4 separate regions of the Rattus norvegicus genome follow, and regions 2, 3 and 4 are each linked to region 1. A link is a contact called in public Hi-C data. All regions are on one chromosome and are shown on one strand. The core of a region is the stretch at or near the end of the contact, and the rest is flanking DNA. Distances in the headings are between cores, read along the strand shown.

Evidence for each region. A called contact is a pair of places that touch in the nucleus more often than the background predicts.
Region 2: a Hi-C map of the A7r5 cell line shows a contact between it and region 1, with 6 times the contacts expected there. The contact joins the promoter of Gria2 here to the enhancer-like site in region 1. A contact is called at or near these places in 3 of 12 Hi-C or Micro-C datasets (the A7r5 cell line, Schwann cells and frontal cortex) and 1 of 1 datasets of contacts at active chromatin or transcription factors (oligodendrocytes).
Region 3: a contact with region 1 is called in a Hi-C map of kidney, with 12 times the contacts expected there. The contact joins two enhancer-like sites. A contact is called at or near these places in 12 of 12 Hi-C or Micro-C datasets (the A7r5 cell line, the Rat2 cell line, Schwann cells and 7 more).
Region 4: a Hi-C map of the A7r5 cell line shows a contact between it and region 1, with 12 times the contacts expected there. The contact joins the promoter of Pdgfc here to the enhancer-like site in region 1. A contact is called at or near these places in 10 of 12 Hi-C or Micro-C datasets (the A7r5 cell line, the Rat2 cell line, Schwann cells and 7 more) and 1 of 1 datasets of contacts at active chromatin or transcription factors (oligodendrocytes).

The regions. Positions count from the first base shown.
Region 1 is chr2:169,363,973-169,368,686 of GRCr8, reverse strand. It overlaps LOC134485928 (a long non-coding RNA gene), which reads left to right. Exons shown (of 4, transcript XR_010064325.1): 3 at 1,573-1,713. Among named protein-coding and RNA genes, the nearest start is that of Rnu1-83, 28 kb to the right of the region's middle. Within about 2 kb of position 2,811, at least 34 of the 93 cell types and tissues checked have an H3K27ac peak or open chromatin away from gene starts, as enhancers often do. A contact at or near this core is called in the A7r5 cell line, where this site is marked.
Region 2 is chr2:168,364,910-168,369,623 of GRCr8, reverse strand. It overlaps Gria2 (glutamate ionotropic receptor AMPA type subunit 2), which reads left to right and starts at 2,008. Exons shown (of 16, transcript NM_017261.2): 1 at 2,008-2,525; 2 at 3,041-3,181. The coding sequence starts at 2,438. LOC134485927 (a long non-coding RNA gene) reads right to left here and starts at 3,128. Exons shown (of 2, transcript XR_010064323.1): 1 at 2,991-3,128; 2 at 1-854.
Region 3 is chr2:168,538,237-168,542,950 of GRCr8, reverse strand. No RefSeq gene overlaps it. Among named protein-coding and RNA genes, the nearest start is that of Glrb, 35 kb to the right of the region's middle. Within about 2 kb of position 2,185, at least 5 of the 93 cell types and tissues checked have an H3K27ac peak or open chromatin away from gene starts, as enhancers often do.
Region 4 is chr2:168,612,349-168,617,062 of GRCr8, reverse strand. It overlaps Pdgfc (platelet derived growth factor C), which reads right to left and starts at 1,895. Exons shown (of 6, transcript NM_031317.1): 1 at 1,778-1,895. The coding sequence starts at 1,895.

The DNA of each region.
Region 1 (4,714 bases), core at 1,562-4,061:
GAGTGTGGCAGATACAACCACTCTGTACACTTAGGAACAACTCCCCAAGGGGTCCTGTGTGAGCTGAGATTTTAATGTTCATGTGATTAGATTAAAGTGACTGATAGGAGGGACAAAGTTTTCTAAACTTAGCCAGACCAAAGCATGTATGAATTTAGGCATGCCAGGGCCCCCACAGGTCCAGGCCTGATCAGGTCTCAGAAGGCAGGAAGTAGATATAAGTCCCCATTCCTAACCCAGAAGATAATACCAAAAGCCCTCACAAATAAAAATTAATTTTTACCAATGACCTGTCACTAGGCATACAAACCACTCCGCCAGGCACCACACGCCACAGGAGGTGGTCAACATAAAGCAAACTCTGTGGGATATTTGGAGGTTCTTTGTCTCATGATACTTCCTTACTGCTGTTCTTCTGTTTCCCTTATAGGCCATTTGTGTAGATACTATGATGTCTAATTTTGTGTTTGAGTGGGATTTCTCTGTGTGCAAATATATGTGTCTCTGTGTCTATACATGTTTATTGAGTTTTTCCTCTGGTTCTGTTTCTTTTGTTTGTCTTACCCTGATTTTTGTCTTTATTTTCTAAAATAATAATAATAATAATAATATGACTGTTTGCATCTTAATGAGATAAAGACAACAAGAAATGGTATGGGATTTGGGTGGGTGGGAGGGAGGATATGGGAGGAATTGGTGGCAATGAATCATAATCAGAATATATTATATTAAAAAATCTATTCTCAACCTTTTTTTAAAAAAAGTAACTATTAATACATCTCAGTTGTACTTTCAGTTAGAACTCTACATATCAAAACTTGTGACTTCTGGACCACTGTATGATAATATATGAAATTTCTTCCCAGATCACTGTAATAAATGAAGTACTAGAAAAAAAAACCTATCTTGGTATTTAGATAATGTCTAAATTCATCCCTGTGAAATTTAATTGGTAGAGAAGTTCAGACTGACTGAGAGTCTGAATGTTTTGACTGGATATGCGTTCATGTGGATAGCTCTGGGTCTATTTAATATCTGGAATCAGGGTGCATCATACTTGCTTTTTTTTCTCTAGTTCAGACTCCCATGAAATTTCAGTTAACATGTCTAGAGTTTTACTCACCTTCTTCCTTGTTTGGGATAGTTGGTTCTCATAGATGTTGACAAATGTCTCCACTGTTTGCTAGGGGCAGGGAGCTTAGATTCCTCATTGTCTGATGCCACAATTCTTCAGTTCTTTACTTTACAAGGTTCTTGAAATTTATGGTTTGGATGAAAATTTCTCCCAGTCAAGTCCCTGTGTTATGAGTTTGGGTTCCAGGTTGGCACTGTTAAGAAATGCTAGAAATTAAGTAGCAGGGCTCAGCCTGAGCTCCTGAAGTCACTGACTGCCTATGTCTAAGAGTACTGTGGGATCCCTATTCTTTCTTGCCTCCTGTCTTGACCAGAAAGTATTTGAGTCCATAATGAGGCATGACACTCATCTGGGGTTGAAGGAAGTCGAGCGCCTGATATTAAATTTGAACCTCCAAAACAATGAGCTAAAATAAAGATCTCTCTGATTTTTGATAGGTCCATCTCAAGGTTTGTGTTCTAGTAATTGAAGAGCTGATTAATACACCAAGTCGTCTCAAAGCATACCACGAAGCAAGCAAGCTGACTGGGAGAGTAGAAAAGAGCTGCACCCTAAAACTACACAGAGTTAAGCACCAGGTATTGGAGTAGAGAATCATTGAGCACCTTTTTTCAGGGTGGGCACCCCATTGGAACTGGAAACTCGGAAGGATAGAGCTTAACATCACGTAAAGATAAGTGGTTATGATATTTGTGATGAGAAAGGAGACCTGGAGAGTAAGATTTGGTTTAGCGGGGAAGCAGAAAAGAATCTCAAAAGGGAGCCAAATGACAAACCACTGGAAATCCTATCAAAGGTCTTGGAGAAAATACCTACATCTTTAACATGTTTCCCGAGTCTTAACATGGTCCATGGGCTGGATCGTTTTACAGATTCCCTTCCCTCCAAACACATTTTTTGTGATTCTTTAGATAATTTTCAGAGTCTTAAATGATTTTTACTTTTGACTCCAGAGATTTTGCTCTCTCTCTTTGGAAGGGATGGCCTTCCTTGTTTTCCCCTGAGGGTCTCCACCTAACTAGAGGAAGCTAGCTAGTATCAGGATTTTAGGTCAAATCTTACTGACATGTTATAAGCAATTTCCTATTTCTATTGTCATCATTATTTTTAATCATGGTTATGTTATTTCAATATTTATGCTTGGAATTACTAATGTTACTAATTGACAGAGTGCAGTTCAAACTTCAATAACATAAATGGATTATATCTACCTACCTACCTCGACTGCCAAGTAAAATGCCTCATGAACTACAGGCCCTTAGCTACTTCTTCACAAGAAATAAATAGAGTCGTCCATAGGATAGATAATGACATAAGTTGGAGGGAGGGAGGGAGAGAGAGAGAGAGAGAGAGAGAGAGAGAGAGAGTTTATTTGAGGCAGATGTTTGCTATGGAGAAAGTCGCCGAAGAGTCAGGAGAATCAGGGGAACCCTAAATTTCCGACTTACAAACTTGATAGGGCAAGATGACAAGGAAAGATACCATTACAAAATGGAGGGACTAACTTTACAAATGTATCAGCCAAGACCCTCTACTGAGGATCGAGAGAGAACACAATGCCAGATTGACTCCCAAAACACACCCTCCTTATAAAACAGCTCTGTAAACGTCGCATGATACCAAATTTGCCAATAGAGGGCGCGAGAGTCACGCTGAAGAAAAAAATTTTTTTTTTTTCTTTCTGTTAGTCTTCCTCTGAGTGGCTTTGCTTTGGCGTTACCCTTCTGGCTTCTGATGCATTATTCCGTACATGATGTGGGTGTGTGGTGAGAACATGTGGTAGCCTTTTTATCCAGCCACGTATCCAGAGGACACGGTGACCTCATAGGCTCAGATCAAGCCCTATGATCACCTTCAGAAAGTTACACTTGAAGCATTCTGATACTGAATGCTCCAGGCTTAGAGTCTTTAGCAGCACCAGGACTTCCTCTGTGGGTTTGCTTAATGGGCTGAATGCCCGCACCCAGCAGGCTGGCTCATTTCCTTCCTGTCTGCTGAGTGTGGACCAGCTTCCACCCAGAAACACCAGTAGCCCAGTTCTGCCATTCCCAGAGCCTCAACCACTCCTTCCCAAACAAGCTGCAGGCCTAAACAAGCAGGGGATTTTCCTGACCAAGTTTGCTCTTCCTTTGGGCAGCCCTAATCTCTCTCAAATGCGATCACTATATCCCTCACAGCTGATCAGTTAACCCTCACAGCTGATTATCTCCGTAACATGGAGTTTCTCCGGTGAAATTTACTCACTCTCTCTGCTTCCTAACGAGATTAAGGATGAGACAAGAATTTATAATTTAAAGTAAAAAGCCTTTATCACAGGGACTTTGTTATACATTTCTGAATTGCCAAGAACAAAACCAGGAGTCTTGTGTAGATTAGCATGTGTAGATTAGCATGTGATGCAGTAGTCTGGGGAACAGGGAGAAGACATACCACTCAGAGTCACAATGACCCATCAGAGGAAAACTCGGTGGACTTCGCCAGGCGAAGGCATTCTAGTTAGAGTACTTGTTGGGCATTTCCTTTTCCTAATAAACCAATTGCTTGTAATCATCTGATCAGTTGAATTATCGAGAAATTACTAAGTAAAGGGACCTAGAAAGTGCATCCAGAGTTGTGAAAAACTGTAGATCCAGAGAAGAGTTAATAATGAGCCCAGAGACCACCCGCTGGTGTTCCAGGGGAGGCTGCCCTGTTTGGCCTGTTTGCCGGGTTTACTAACATAGCTGGCTCCTCCGAATGGAGCTTGCTCTTGTTGGAAACAAGCATGCACGACTTTGAACACAGAGTTAAGACTGTATCCTTCCATGTATAGAACTTTTGATGTGTGAATTCCACACGCAGAAATAACTCCAAGAACAGATGGTAGTCAAAGAATACATTTGCACAAAATAACATTTCACATGAGTAATGCTTCTGATTCAAATATGAGTACTTATGAGTTTGTGTAAATTGCTTTTTAATGATGTCTGTGTTTCTAGCTAACATTCCCAACCCTCAAGCTATAATTAATTGATAACTACTCATAAATGACAAATTAGTCTTCTCCAAAAGATGCTCACTGGGTATACAAACCACTCTTAAAGCCAGGTCTGGTGCCCAGAAGTACACGACCACCCCAAAACAAACTCAATGGTAGTTTTGGGGTGTTTGGTTATTGTTGTTATTGTTTTGGTTTGGTTTGATTTGGTTTTGCTTTTGTTTCTCCATGATATGTCTGGGCATTTTATTTTCTCAATTTTTCCTTTCCCTATAGGCATTTTGTTTATATAACCTGGAGGCTTCCTTCTGATTTTGGGTTTTTAATGAGATTTCTGTGTTTGCCAATGTGTATGTCTCTACATCGATATGTGTTTCTTTTGAGTATTCTTTGATTTTCTTGTGAAATCTTTTTTGTGTTTGTTTTGTCCTATTTAGGTTGTTGCTTGTTTGTTTATTACTATTATTACTATTATTATTATTATTATTTTAATGCTCACTTATTTTCTTTTGAGAGGGAGCAAGAAAGGATATGGATGTGGGTGAGTAGGGATATGGGGCAGATCTGGGACTGATTCAGAGAAGGAAAACCATAATCAGAAT
Region 2 (4,714 bases), core at 759-3,258, 1.0 Mb after region 1:
TTATCATCTCAAAGCACTTTGAATGAGACTGAAGATGCTTTGGTGGAAAATATTGAAAAGCAAGTAAAAGAAGAATGTCACTGAAGAGACGTTTTATTCGCTGTATCTGTTGATCTGACTGATTCTTTTAGATGTTGAAGTTCATAAACTTCAAACCACTCTTGTGCTGGGCGTCAGAAGTAGAGATGGAAATGTGTGTAATTTGTTTGATTATTCTTTATGTAACAAGTTGGGATGTTTATAATTCTTGTCGTGCCTATAATTTTATTTTTATTGATTTTCTGCAAGGCTTTTGTACTTTTCTATTTAGAGGATCTGCTAAATCGTGTGGAGTTTTTGATTTCCAGGTGAAATAAATTATTGGTTATAAAAAGAAGGTATTTTTCACCTAGAATATGTAAACTTATAATCTTAGTACATTATACCTATGTTCTGTATTCTTGCCGTAGGGACACACACGCATGCGCCCACACACAAACACACAGAGAGATAAAGACAGAGAGATCATAACATGAAACCATAAGCTTACAGTATTTAGAAGTCACAGATATTACTTCGCGTTTTGCTTTTGTTCATTCCTTCTCATTTTTATAAAGAATATGTATTTTAAAATCTATTTTAACAAATGGGAAGTTTTAGACCCAGTGTGACTAAGGCAGAAGTAGGATTTAAGGGGGTTCAGAAGGAAGTTACCATGTGTGATATTAAAGTCACCTTTCCTCCATAAGATATAACCAGGAAGTGCTCTCGTGCACTTCGGGGCCATCAGCCAGTTCTCCCTTTGATGTTGTCAGCTTCAATGGCTCTCCTGGCTCCTGGCAACAGATCTTTGAACCGAGACTTCTTTAGTTTCTCTGTTTAAAACAAAACACATACAGTTTGGTGAAGGATTTCTGAGGCTTCAGAGAGAATTGTCACAGCAGGAACACAGAGATGGCTTGGCATGAAGTAGAATATTGAACATGAATTTCACAGGCACATAGAATCATCAGGAGTCTTCACCAAGCCCCTTCTCACAAACTTGAACTTCTAACCTATTCGTTATATCCCAGATATTCAAGCCGGCTTGATGTAATGAGGTAACCTACTTCTTTGAGGCAGTGATTATTTTTGAAATCTAAGGTCCATAATATAATGGGGTATCTGGTTTGTAACTTAGAGTCTGGACAGATTATGGACATCCTTTCTAGACAACCTTGGTCTATTTTTTTTTCTCCTCCCAGAAACCTACGGTTCCTTTCAATCCATATAAATAAAAAGGACATCTAAGAGCCAAGTCTACATGACCGTACAGCAGGAGGGAGTCTGCACTGTAGTTCAAGAGCAATCCACAGGCAGTGCGGCTTGAACGAATCGAACCATAACCCAAAGGGGCATACTCTAAAGATGGATTCCTACACAAAGTCCTTCAAAGGTTCAATCCAGTTACAAACACCCAACCTCCGCGGCATCTTTTGTAGTTAAGGATAGAATTTTGGGTTTCCCTGGAATTATGCTTGCATCATAGGAAGCTAAAGTTCACAGTTTTGGGAGTCGTCCTTTCAGAGAGTATTTTTGCTTTTTAGCTGGGTCAGGTGAGGCAGAAGGCAGTGTGTCGATATTGCTAAGTGGATTTTGAGACAATCAAATCATATTCGTTGTACTTGATATAAAACAACAGGGCCCTACGGAAGAAAGCTTCACTGCCAATAGCAATTAGCAGTTCGGCTTCCCAGGCATAGCAACCGGAAATCAGTTTTGCAGCATTTGGATCTGGCTGGAGCATCTCTGCAGCTACCATAAACCCTGCAACCTCAGCCCAGAGCTCCGACTAAAGCGCTGTCCTCGGTGCTAAAATCGGATGCGCAAGACTGGAGGTCTCTAAGAGGCACCAGGCTGCCCGGCTCTGAGCTGAGCTTTCTCGGCACCGTGCAGAAGCTGCCAGGGCTGTGCAGGGTGCAGGGCGCTGTGCGGGGGAGGGGTAGGTGCGCGAGCTCCCTGCCTGCCTTGAGTCGCGCACGCGCGCCCGAGACTGCCTGCCCCTCTCTGTGACTTTCCTGTGTGTGTGCGTGTGTGTGTATGTGTGTGTATGTGTGTGCGCGCTCGTGTGAGAGAGGAGAGAGGGAGAAGAGAGCTCGAGAGAGGGTGATTGTGTGAGTGCATGGGAGGGTGCTGATATTCCCAGACACCAGGACTACAGCGGCAGCTCAGCTAAAAACTGCATTCAGCCAGTCCTCGGGACTTCGGGAGCAGGGACAGGACGCAAGGCATCAACAGCCACCAGCTACAACTGGGAAATAAGGATTCTTCTGCCTTCACTTCGTGTTTTTAGCAGCTCCTTGCTAAATATCGACCTCACAATGCAGAGGATCTAATTTGCTGAGGAAAACAGTCAAAGAAGGAAGAGGAAGAAAGGGAAACGAGGGGATATTTTGTGGATGCTCTACTTTTCTTGGAAATGCAAAAGATTATGCATATTTCTGTCCTCCTTTCTCCTGTTTTATGGGGACTGATTTTTGGTGTCTCTTCTAACAGCATACAGATAGGTAGGTACCTTTTGTCTTATGCCTTTGAATTGTGCATAATTTGGTGCTAATCTTTGTTCACAGTGACCAAATTAATTCATGTCATGTAGACTTATGTCATACCTTGACTGCATTCCAGATTTAAACTACCTAGAATATACATGATTTTTTTTTAGACTGAAGTAAAAAGACATGAGTATGCCTTTTGACACAATAGCGGGGAGAGGATCTGTTCTGACCCCGGGACTGCGTTACTTCTGCCTTAAGGCATCTCCTAGTGTGTTCAGATTTTCGGGGGTATGATCGCAAAGCTTGAGATTAAAAGGGAGAACATTTTTGGTCTTTAGACTCCCCTCCTTGCCTAGATTCATTGGGCACCTTTTGGATGTCCGACCCTTGCTGCCCAACTCACTGATTATGTTTATTCTAGTGGTTAGTGTGAATAAGAGACTCTGGGGCTGCTGGGTGTTAGCACCCCACTCTTACCTCTCCAGGGCTCTGACAATGTTCTCTTGCTTGCTATTTATTCTTTGCAGGGGGGCTATTTCCAAGGGGCGCTGATCAAGAATACAGTGCATTTCGGGTAGGGATGGTTCAGTTTTCCACTTCGGAGTTCAGACTGACACCCCATATCGACAATTTGGAGGTAGCCAACAGTTTCGCAGTCACCAATGCTTGTAAGTAATGAATATTCACGTTCTTCCTATGCTGCACAGAGAAAGCAAGCCTGTGAATGCTGGTGAAGGATGGTGTGTGTGTGTGTGTGTGTGTGTGTGTGTGTGTGTGTGTGTGTGTGTGTTTTGCCGGCCTGTCATGTGTGGGTGGGAGTGACTGCACACGCGCGTGCGTGTGAGGGTACAGAGAGAAGGTGGCTGTAATCTTTGGGACCCCCACTGGCCAGCGGGCTGTGAAGTGGGGACAAAAGCCATTGAACAGTGTGACAGTATGTGCACCCTAGAATCTGGGGGTAGGGGTTGGACTTGGACTGGTCTTTCGAATTCAGGGGGTTCTGGCTTGATTCTGGCGCCTCCAAAGAGGATCTCCCAACCCCCTCCCTCTTGAGCGCCTATTGGCACTCCACCAGAAGAGAACACGCTGTTCCCCAGGGCGCGCTGTGGGACTGTTGGACAGATCTCATGCCTTAGTCCTGTAGCCTGGCAGGGCAGCTTCGACCTGCAGTCCCCGCAAGCCCCACGTCGTTCTATTGCACGGGACAAGTTATTGCAATGGTTGTGGAGTTGGGCCCGGGGCTGTTACATAATGCCCACCCGAGGGGCGCGGGCACGAGACTGACGCAGGCCCTGACTGACTGGTATGAGCAGGGATGCTAGGAGAATGGAGACCCCGAGGAGCTGAGGATGCAGTCAGCAGGGGATGCGGGTGTTGATGGGGATGCCTACCATATACAAACCTCCACCTGGTCGCGGGCAGAACAGGGATGAGGAAGTCGAGGACCAGAAGCTAGGTGCGTTCTCAGCTCCCTGAAGCAACGCCCAAGTAGAGGCGAGGATGGCCTGAGTGCTCGCCGGCCGGGCGTGCTTTGTTCCGTGGTCGCAGGCTCAGGCAAAGGCTACTGGAGACTGAGGTTGACTCGGAAGCGATTGCATCCAGCTGAGTTTTAAAATCTGAAGAAGTAGCAGACCAGCCATTTTAGCATTTTCAGTTTTCAGTATCAGCCCCTGGCCTCTGCGTAGGGATCTGGAACTCATGAGGATGCTCTGGCAAGACTTTGGGCAGAATGACTGGTGTCCAGTTGCTGGGCAAGTGCGAGGTCGCCCGAGGCCGGGCGACCAGGTCCCCACGCTGAGGCAGCATCCTGCGCGCTCCCAGCTGCTACCATTTCCGGCCTCCAGGCTGGCAGATGTTTCCTGCCTTGGTATTCTCAGCTTCCATTCCATAGATAACAATTTGGGGGAAGATTTGCAGGTGGTTCACCTCCCACTTTGGTTCCCCTGTAACAGAGCGGAAAATCACCAGAGGAAATGCCCCAAGGCAGCGTTCTCACAACCGGTTGCCATCTCACCCACGCCCCCTGCACCCCCAGCCTGTCATGCCAGGAACATCAGCAGATCAGGTTGCAAATCCTGTCCCCAAACAAATAAATGAAGAAATGAATAGGTGATAACGTGGTTCTGGTCAGAATTCTAGTTTTTCTGAAGGAACCTTTTAAAGAAGGATAGTTCTCTTAATATGCAAATGTTGAGGAGAGA
Region 3 (4,714 bases), core at 936-3,435, 830 kb after region 1:
TAATATAAAATTTGCTTCCCACATTTTGGAAAAACACTGAGACAAGCCACAAAGAAATAGCAGGAATTAGCTACAGTCCAAAATGCTGCAAACAAGTGGAAGAGATTAGAATGACCAGAGAGTCAAACAGACCACAAGGCAGGACATTTCATGACTACCATAGAGATACCAGAAGCAGGAAGTGGGAAAGGCAGGAAATTCTAGCTAAATAAGTTGCTGAATCTCAATGCCAGTTCCACAAGACTCTTTGTTGAAGTGCTAATTTGGAGCTCATTGAAGGATAAAAATCAAACATACTTACAAAGCAGTAATTGGCAATGCATCTTGTGTTATTTGAATTTCATGTCAAATTGATGTATAAAGTGTAGGGATAGTGTTGTATGGGCAAAAAAGGACCTTATAATTTACAACCTATTAACTAGTTGTTTATTTTGATTATTGATTTTGGACAAATCTCTTAAAAATTGCCCAAACTCCACATCCCTCATTGTGGTGTCTTATTGAATGACTGCCAATAGAATTTAAGCTTCATGGGTTTACTTGATTCTGTTGTGATTTTTAGAGCCATCGAACATATTTTGTTTTTAAAACAGTGTAATATGCTTTAAAAATTACATACAGAAGCTTAAGAAACAGTGAGGGATATTCGGGAATGTTGGATCAATGTGTTTGCTTCCAGACATGCAAACAAAGAGGAAAGGATTTCTTTAGTAGTAGCACATGGTAGGGGGCTGTTTTTAAAGGCATTGTTGTTATTGCCCATTGTAGGAGGATGTCTCTTCAGTAGACTGTTCTTATAGCATACTGTAGGAAGAGTGTTCTCAATGGAGTTGTTCTTATAGCACACTGTAGGAAGAGTGTTCTTAATGGAGTTGTTCTTATAGCATATTGTAGGAAGAAATGTTCTTCATGGAGTTGTTCTTATAGAACTGGTAGGAAGAAGTAGAATTGCTTTTTGTCCTGCACAGAAGTATTGCATTTTTACTGAAGTGGGAGAAAACATAATTACCTTTTCCCAGAATCAAAAGAACATTGTGAGAATCAGAAAAACATTGTGACCTATTGTCTTAACAACGCTTTTCTTCATGACAGTTATGATATATTTGGAAAATACACAGTAGTTATTAAGGAAACCAGTTTTGAAACTACTGAATAATTAGTCTAGCACATACATAGGGGTTGAGTTTTGGGCACATTAGCATCTGGAAATCTTGACATTTTTCTGGAATGCTCAAATAAGAACCAAAGTGACATTAATTAAAATACTGGATTCTGAAACAAAATAAAGTGTAGTAAAGGAATAAAAATATTGGAAGTTGTGACTATGGACACCGACAAGAAAGACCTGAGGCTAACACTAAACTTCAACACTATGATTCTGGAATTTATTAAGCAAAACAATGTGTGGAACATTTGGAAACAATCTGTGTGCTACATTATGCATTCACGAGCTAGTTATTTGGATATTGTGGCATTTTTGGTCACTGAACTTTTGAAAAGATATAGACAAACCGAAATTGATCGAGGAAGGATGAGAACAATAAGAAGTTAGATCATTCAGGCCTGGAGGAAGTTTAAAGAATACTAAAATTTTACACAGAGAAAAGCCCTGAGGAGCAGTCTGGTTGCTATGATTGGGTGCATGAGCATTTTTCTAATATTAGAATCAATTAATAGTTTCCCCTTGGCAATGCTACCTAGAATAAAAGGGGGTTTAATAAAACAAACTTTTACTTGTTTTTGACTCTGCCTTTCTTTGTTCAGTGATGGACATGCTAGAAATCATCTATGTAATCCTTGGGAGGATAAGTCTCTCTAGAAAGTAGAAAGCAGGTCCCCAGATCTTTCTGGACAGAGTATCCTCCTTAGTAAATGGACTCCATAGGTATCTCTGTGTTTAGCTGGTATTAGAAACCAGATATTTGGCTAGTTATCTTTTAACATGGTAAACAGTAAACTGTAAGGAAGAGATAGCCAAGACTACCAGAGTCTTGAGAAATACAAGAAGATCTAACTAAATCTACATAGGCCTATAAACAGTGGTTCTCATCTGCTAAGACACTGGGAATATTTCTCAAACAGTACTAGCAGAGTCTGGGCCGTGGCTACCAACAGCGATGGTTCATAATGACCAGAAGCAAGACTGTGAAATCCTTGCAAGGTCAATTTCAAAATGCCATCCTTCTTGGGAGGTGCAAGGCTCAGTGGCTATGGCTGTCCAGTTGTCAACAGAGACACCATGTGGTGGGGAGAAGTAATGACAGTCAAGATATAAAACAGCTGTCCAGGTATAGGACACATAGAAAACTCGGTTTCTCTTGTAATCAGGGTATTTTGTACTAAACTAGAGATAGAATTGCATTCACAGTCCAAGGTAGAAGCGTTGCACAGAAAAGGACCACCATATTAAGATTACATTTTAAAGATAAAAGGAATGGCTTAAATTCAAGTTGAAAACATAATAATTTATAAATTACTCATAAAAAGCACTCCTAATATGTCTAGATTAAATAAAACCTTCCCATGTTCAACTCCCATGGCACTAGAAACCTCTACTTAGAATTAATCATAACTGAAAATTTGGATTTCTTGTTGTACCTCTGGAAAGTCTGTCTCCCCTTCAAAATGTGAATTCTACAAGAACGCATATTTCTCGCCTTGTTCCTTTACTGTAAACTCAGGTCAAAGGTGTTTCTAACATGCAGCGGATACAACATTTGGTATATAGACATATCCAATTATCCAGAGACTACAGGGCACTCTTACTCAATTTAACAGGAAAAATTAAATGTGGTATTCAAATCCCTTCTCACAATGAGAATCCCACCCCCAATATATAGTTACTAAATATCATATTAAAAGAATTATTATAGATAAGAGTCAGCACCAGCCAGACATAATTCTGTCAGGAAACAGAAAAAGAAGTGTCTTAGGTTTCTCTAGAGGAACAAACATGACAGAATGAATGTGTGCACGGTGTGTGTGTGTGTGTGTGTGTGTGTGTGTGTGTGTGTGTGTGTGTGAAGGGAATTTATTAGAGTGACTTACAGGCCGTGGTCTAGCTAGTCCAACTATGGCTGTCTACCAACGGAAGTTCCAAGAATCCAGTAATTGCTTAGGCTGAGAGGCTGGATGTGTCCACTGGTCTTCAGTATTTCCGGGATCCTGGAAAGTAGGCTCTGATTCCAGTGAAGGCATGAAACTTGCCAGCAAGGATGAAAAAAAAAAAAAAAGGCAGACGGAGTCAGCTTCCTTATTCTTTCCCTTTATAGAGGTTACCAACGAAAGATGTAGCCCAGGTTAAAGGTGGACCGTCCCACTTCAAATGATCTGGATTAAAGGCATATCTTCCCACTTCAAAAGATCCCGATTCAAAGTGGGTCTCCCCACTTTAAATGATTTAATTAAGAAAAAATTCCTCACAGGTATACCCAGCTGCTTGGGTTTTAGTTAATTCCAGATGTAGTCAAGTTCACAACCAAGAATAGCCACAGAAGCAGGCATGGTTCCTATTTTTATTAGGTTAATATTCAAATCTTGATTCCAAATCCTAGTAAGGAAATTACAAAGGAAGTTACAGACTACTCTTGGGCATAAATGCAATTCACAATTATATAAATTCCAATACCAGATGAGGTCTTTCCATATGCAAAGTTAGTTGAACATTTGCAAAAATGACATCACTGCAATTTATTAAATGAAGGAGGGCAAGGGAGCCAAGGAAAATGGCAGGGTTCCCTTGATAAGACTTAGAAAAAGTATTTGAGCAAATGCAGTATTTATACATGATAAAAAATCTCAAATATTAGGAATAAAGAAAAACATATTAACCTATAAGTGAATAGATTTACATAAAAATATAAAAAGATTTATAAAAATTTTTAAAAAAAATAGAAAAATTAAGAAGTTATAAAAATGGAAATCCCCCTTTAAAATCAGTAACAAGAAATTAATTGAAATTTAAAAATTCACTTTCAGTATACCATTCAATATTTTGCTTAGAACTACTGACACTGTAATTAGTAAAATAAGGTAAGAAAAATGACACAGTAATCAGAAGCAATGGAGGTACACAAAGTCATTATTCATAAATAATCATATGGCCAGAAAACATGAAAAAGTTGCTGTTACAATCAATTGATGAATTTTTCAAGTGTGTTGGATAAATGTTCAATATGCAGAAATAATTTGCACTATAGTAACAAGACAACAAACATAAAATGAAAAGTAATAAATGACAATATTACATCATAATCAATAAATATCAAATATCTATAAGCAAACATGCCAAAACCTGCATACTAATTATAAGCATGATGTATACTTATTAGATGGTACGATCTTTGAAGGCACAATATTAAAAAGAACAGTAAATTTTCTTCGATGTGTGCATAGATCCTATAAAACCACAAGAAAAATCCCAAAGGTTCTATTTTTTTTTTTTTTGGTTCTTATTTTTTTTTTTTTTTCGGAGCTGGGGACCGAACCCAGGGCCTTGCGCTTCCTAGGCAAATGCTCTACCACTGAGCTAAATCCCCAACCCCCAAAGATTCTATTTTTAATCCTAAATTAAAACTGCAGACAGTGTGTAGTGGTGCACATCTTTAAGTATCTGGGAGGCTGAGGCAGGTGAATCTCTGTGATTTTGAGATCAAGTTAGTCTACACAGTGAGTTCCAAGACAGCATGGACTATAACAGAGAACCCATCTCAAA
Region 4 (4,714 bases), core at 646-3,145, 750 kb after region 1:
TTACTGAACTCCTGTCTTCTGAGGATGTGAAGCTACCCAGTAGCTAGCTGCAGCCAGCTCAAAGCTCTGGCGCTCACTGCAAAGTGGTGGTAGCATGTGGATCAGAAGAAAGGGCTGCAAGGAAAAAAGCAAAACGATGCAAATGTAGCAAGGAGTATGGGGTATGCTAGGGCCCAGCAATAGGAGATGAGGGACCAGAAATAGAAAGGAGCACTGTGCAGGGATAAGAAGCTATGTTGCTATGGAGATCCAGTAAGAAGCAATATTTTAAACTAGACGTTTATTTTGTATTAGAAAGGACAAAGGTTGGTTGGATTTGCTTCCCGCCTGGGTATAGCTGGTGTGGTGGCTCCTTTGATCTCTCAGGTCTCTGCAGGCCCTATGATTATAGATAGATCACTAGGCTGCCCTTTGATCAGTAGTTCAAGAGCCTTAAGGTGCCACATGCCATCACATTAGCCAGGGGTAAGGAAGGAGCAAGCATAACAATAAAGACCATGTTATATCCTGACTCAGCAAAGAGTAGGGATGATAAAGAGTGCATATGCATGTTAAGATGAGCACGTCATAGAGTTGAAATCCAGATGTGAAGCCTTGAAGCATCCCCTATATATAGAAAACGTCACTGTGTGTCAAACAATGCTCTAACTCCATCCTCATTTTCCAAATGTCTCTTGCAGGCATCTTACCTGGCTGGCGAAGTTGCATTGTAAACAGATGACAAAGTAGAAAAACATGTACATTTCTTTTTTAAATAGCAGCAAGAACCTCTGCTTGTAAACAGGGTATTTAATATTCCAGTTTTAGACAGCCTACATTAACATTGTGGTTTCATGTGCGGTATAAAATTTCTACTTACAAAAGAGTCTCAAAAATGGCTTTATAATGGGTAGATCAAGAGCAAAAGAGTTTAGAAATTGAATGATGTGAATCATATGGGGTTCAGAGGCTAAGCAAATTACACACCCGGAGCTTCCCTGGACTTATGAAAGAAGCTTTTCTCCAGCTCTTTGCAATCCCAGCCCAGGGGAACTTGCATTTGAAAGTTTTCTAAACATTTCAGGTACACTTGAAAGCTGAAAGTAATTCTCATTTCCTATGCAGGATTAAATCGCTTCCAACACATACAAAATAGTCATTCATGAACACATACAAAAAATACACCACCAAAAGGTGAGGGCTTCGGGGCACAAAGGCACGCTTTAAAAAAAAAATGCAAGAGAAAAACCATAACCAATTCCTTTGAAAATGTCCAAGTGGCCTCTTGACCTCTGTATTTCTCACCTAATTCTTTATTGGCGTCTGCCTTCCCATATACAGTGTTTCAATTAAGGAGTCTGATACCTTTCCTGAACTCTCCATTCTTAAACCACCCCCCCCCCATACCTGTGTAAATTCAAACTTGCCACGACTCATTCATTTTGGGATTTCTTCTTAATAGCAGTTCTTTTACTTGTAACTCCGGCCATATGCCACCTAGCAGTGTGGTCACAGCTGACTTTTCCAATCCTTCCCATAGCCCACGCGTCCTCTCCAATCTGAGGTTGCGGGGGCACTCCCGCTCCCGCTGCTCAGTGAGCTTCTGAAGTTGCAAACTCCTGAAATCCCACCCCCCCCCCAACTCCCCAAAAGTGCAGGCGGACTCACGAGACTCCCATCTGCAGCGCCAAAGACGCAACCATCAGCTCCAGGGCTGGAGGATCCCACATGCCACCGCACAATGCCAATCGGAACGCACAGAGAGACGCGGGAAGTGGGAGGAGGGGGCGAGACTCACCGTTCTGCTCCTTGTCGCTGGAGAGCTGCAACTTGCTGCTCAGGTTGGACTCAGCCCGAGTCCCGGTTCTCTGGCCGGCCAGGGCAGATGTCAGCAGGAGGAGGCCGAGGAGGAGCATTTGGCTGACTGGGGCGAGGGCTCACTCACGGCGGGCACTGGGGAAGCGACGACTCCAAGGCTCAACCCAGCCGGGGAAAGGCTGCGCTGCGGTGGAAGCGCCTGGCCGGCTCTGGCAGCGGAGAATCGCAGGGTAGTTTCCACATAATCCCATCCAAAAGTTTTTCCTAGAGCCCTCTTCTGTGTCTCCAGTTTTTGAAAAGGATCAAAGCAAAACCTGGACCTGAACCAGTTTCCCAAGGTTTAAACAAATCCTGAGCTGTGCCGAAGTGCGGGGGGTGGGGGGAGGCGAGGGAGGAAAGAGGGGGTGGGGACGCGGAGGAGCGGCGATGAGTCGTGGCGACTAGCTGGGAGCACCTGTCAGTTTGGGGGACAGGACACAGGCGAGGACTCGGGATCCCGCCGAGCCAGACTGGAAGCCAGGTCGGCAGCGAGGCGAGCACCTTGGGATCAATGACAAAGCTGAGGATCGGGGCAGCCGGCGGCGCCCCACCCCCACCTGGGGGGAGGGGACCGTGCCCTGCGAGTGCCGCGCGGGTCCCGGGCGGGCAGGGAGGCCGCGGGGGCAACTCGGAGCTGGCCCAGATCCACCGCGTAGCCGCCTCCCTGCTGCAGTCGGCGGCCACCGAAGTTCCCTGGGGTACTGACGAAGCGCTGCAGGAAGTCGGGAGAGCCTGGGCCGCTCGGAGTTCCGAGCGCTCGCTCAGATGCCTGCCCTAAGGCAGGGCAGGGCGCAGGGCTGTGGAGCAGTGGCCGCTTAGCACTGGCTGCGCAGGGAAGGCCTGGCTGGCCCTGAGGACCGCGCTTGTCCCCTCCCTGTCTCCACTTTCCCCCAGCGGGCGGCGCGCGGGGCGCGGGGCGGGCGGCCGGGCGGGCGTGGGGGGCGCGGGGGGCCCGGGCCGCCAGCTGGCGGGACAACAGGTGCTGACGCAGACAGGGGGTACTGCGGGCCTCGCGGCAGACGGAGCCCACACTGCGGCGAGGAATGCGGCCAGGCGGCCCCCGGCTTCCTTTCCCCTAGACGCCCCTAACCCCAAATAAGGAGCCTGCGGGCTGTTCAAGGGTGCTGCAAACGCCGAGAGGAAAAAAAAAAGAAAGCTGGAGAAGACAGTCACTCCTCCTCCTCTGGCTCTCCCTGGCTGTGACTTGTCTTTCATTCCTAAGGGGATCCCCGCTCCCAAAGTGCTTTGTCCGGACTCGTGGCCAGAGTTTTGCCCTGAGGGAGAGTAGTTGAACTCAAGATCCTTCCAGGATAAAGCAAAAGTAAAGATAAAGGGTCCAAGTTGTAATATGAATTGAAGCCAGACACCACTGTATCCGAATGCACCCTGTTTGGAGAGGAACTGGAGAGAACCACTAAACAGTGGGGTCCCTGCCTTCCACCCACCTGGGTGCTGCTTGACAGTGAAAACCAGACCCTAGAGTATCTGGGGACAGAGTGTGGCAACTCACATACAGGCTGTTCTGGAGCCCCTGATATTTGAACTGATTGCCTTTATGCACCAAGTGCTTCGTGCTGAGACCTGAAGTTCCTATGAGGTTATCGAAAATGAAAAAAACATGTCAGCAGGGCCTAGGATCGCTCCATGTGCAAGGCATGTGTCTGTGACAGGATCCAACATGCTGTGCTTATCAAGGGGCAGAAAATCCTCATGAATGTGTTGAAGGCACAGTAAGGTTTGAAATCTAAACAAAAGATGCATCTTTGGGGGGGTAATAAAAAAGAAAATGAAAATAAGAAAAATAAACATAATACATCAAGCAAATGCCTTGGTGTGCCATCAGATAGATGCATCACCGAGTACTTAGTTGAGTCAGTCAGTGCGTGCACTCCAACCGCAGAACCACGGTAAACATTGCTGAAACCAGGCATGACTTGGAGCCAGATATAAAATACTGCTTCCGTCCACATGAAAACGTCAAGCCTTTTCTTTGTTCTTGGACACCACTAGAGCCTACCAAATAGCCCTGTTCTAGCCAGGTCTCAGTCCTTGTCTCTCCTCCTCTAAATGGATACTTGACAGGTTGCTCATTATCATAGCTAACTCCTGTTTGGCATCGAGGTAGTCCCCAGGACCAAAGAAAGATGTCGTTCTCCTGTGAAATATTTATAAACCTGTTCCATTCATTCATCCTTATCTGTGGATTTCTATGTTCACGGTACTGGATAGAAAGACAGGTAAGCCTTAAAGTCACTTAGATTTAAGTGTATGTGCATTAATGGTACAAGCATTGTTACTTTATTCAAGTTAGCAGCGCCTAATCTTCAATGCAATTCCATACATGTATGCATGTTACATACATGCATTCCAAACTCTTTTGTATGTTTCTGAATGTGCGAAGCAGAGTTCCCAAATTTAATCGAAATGAGACACACACACACACACACACACACACACACACACACACACACACACACAAGGCATGCCTAATGAGTAGATCTCTTTGCAATCCAATCCATCATGGTCCAGTTTTTTTAATGTACTTAGTTTTCTGATCTGGTTTTTCTAAATGAACCTTTTGCATCTCCATTCAGTTGGCCTTCTTGACCACCCACATAGGATTCATGTGTGTTCAGACTTAATCCATTTGCACTCCAAAGACTGCACGGAGTGATGACTAAGCTTTACTTTGTATCACTTCAGATTGGCTAGAACAGTGCCTGGCACACCGGGATCATAAATAAACACATTGGACTGACTGACAGGTTTCTTTATTGGACTCACATTCTCCCTGGAATTTCAGAGAAGGTTGTATTTGAAAAGTTACAGATGATCTACAATACCACGCCACCTCTGTGTTTCACCTCATCCATATTCT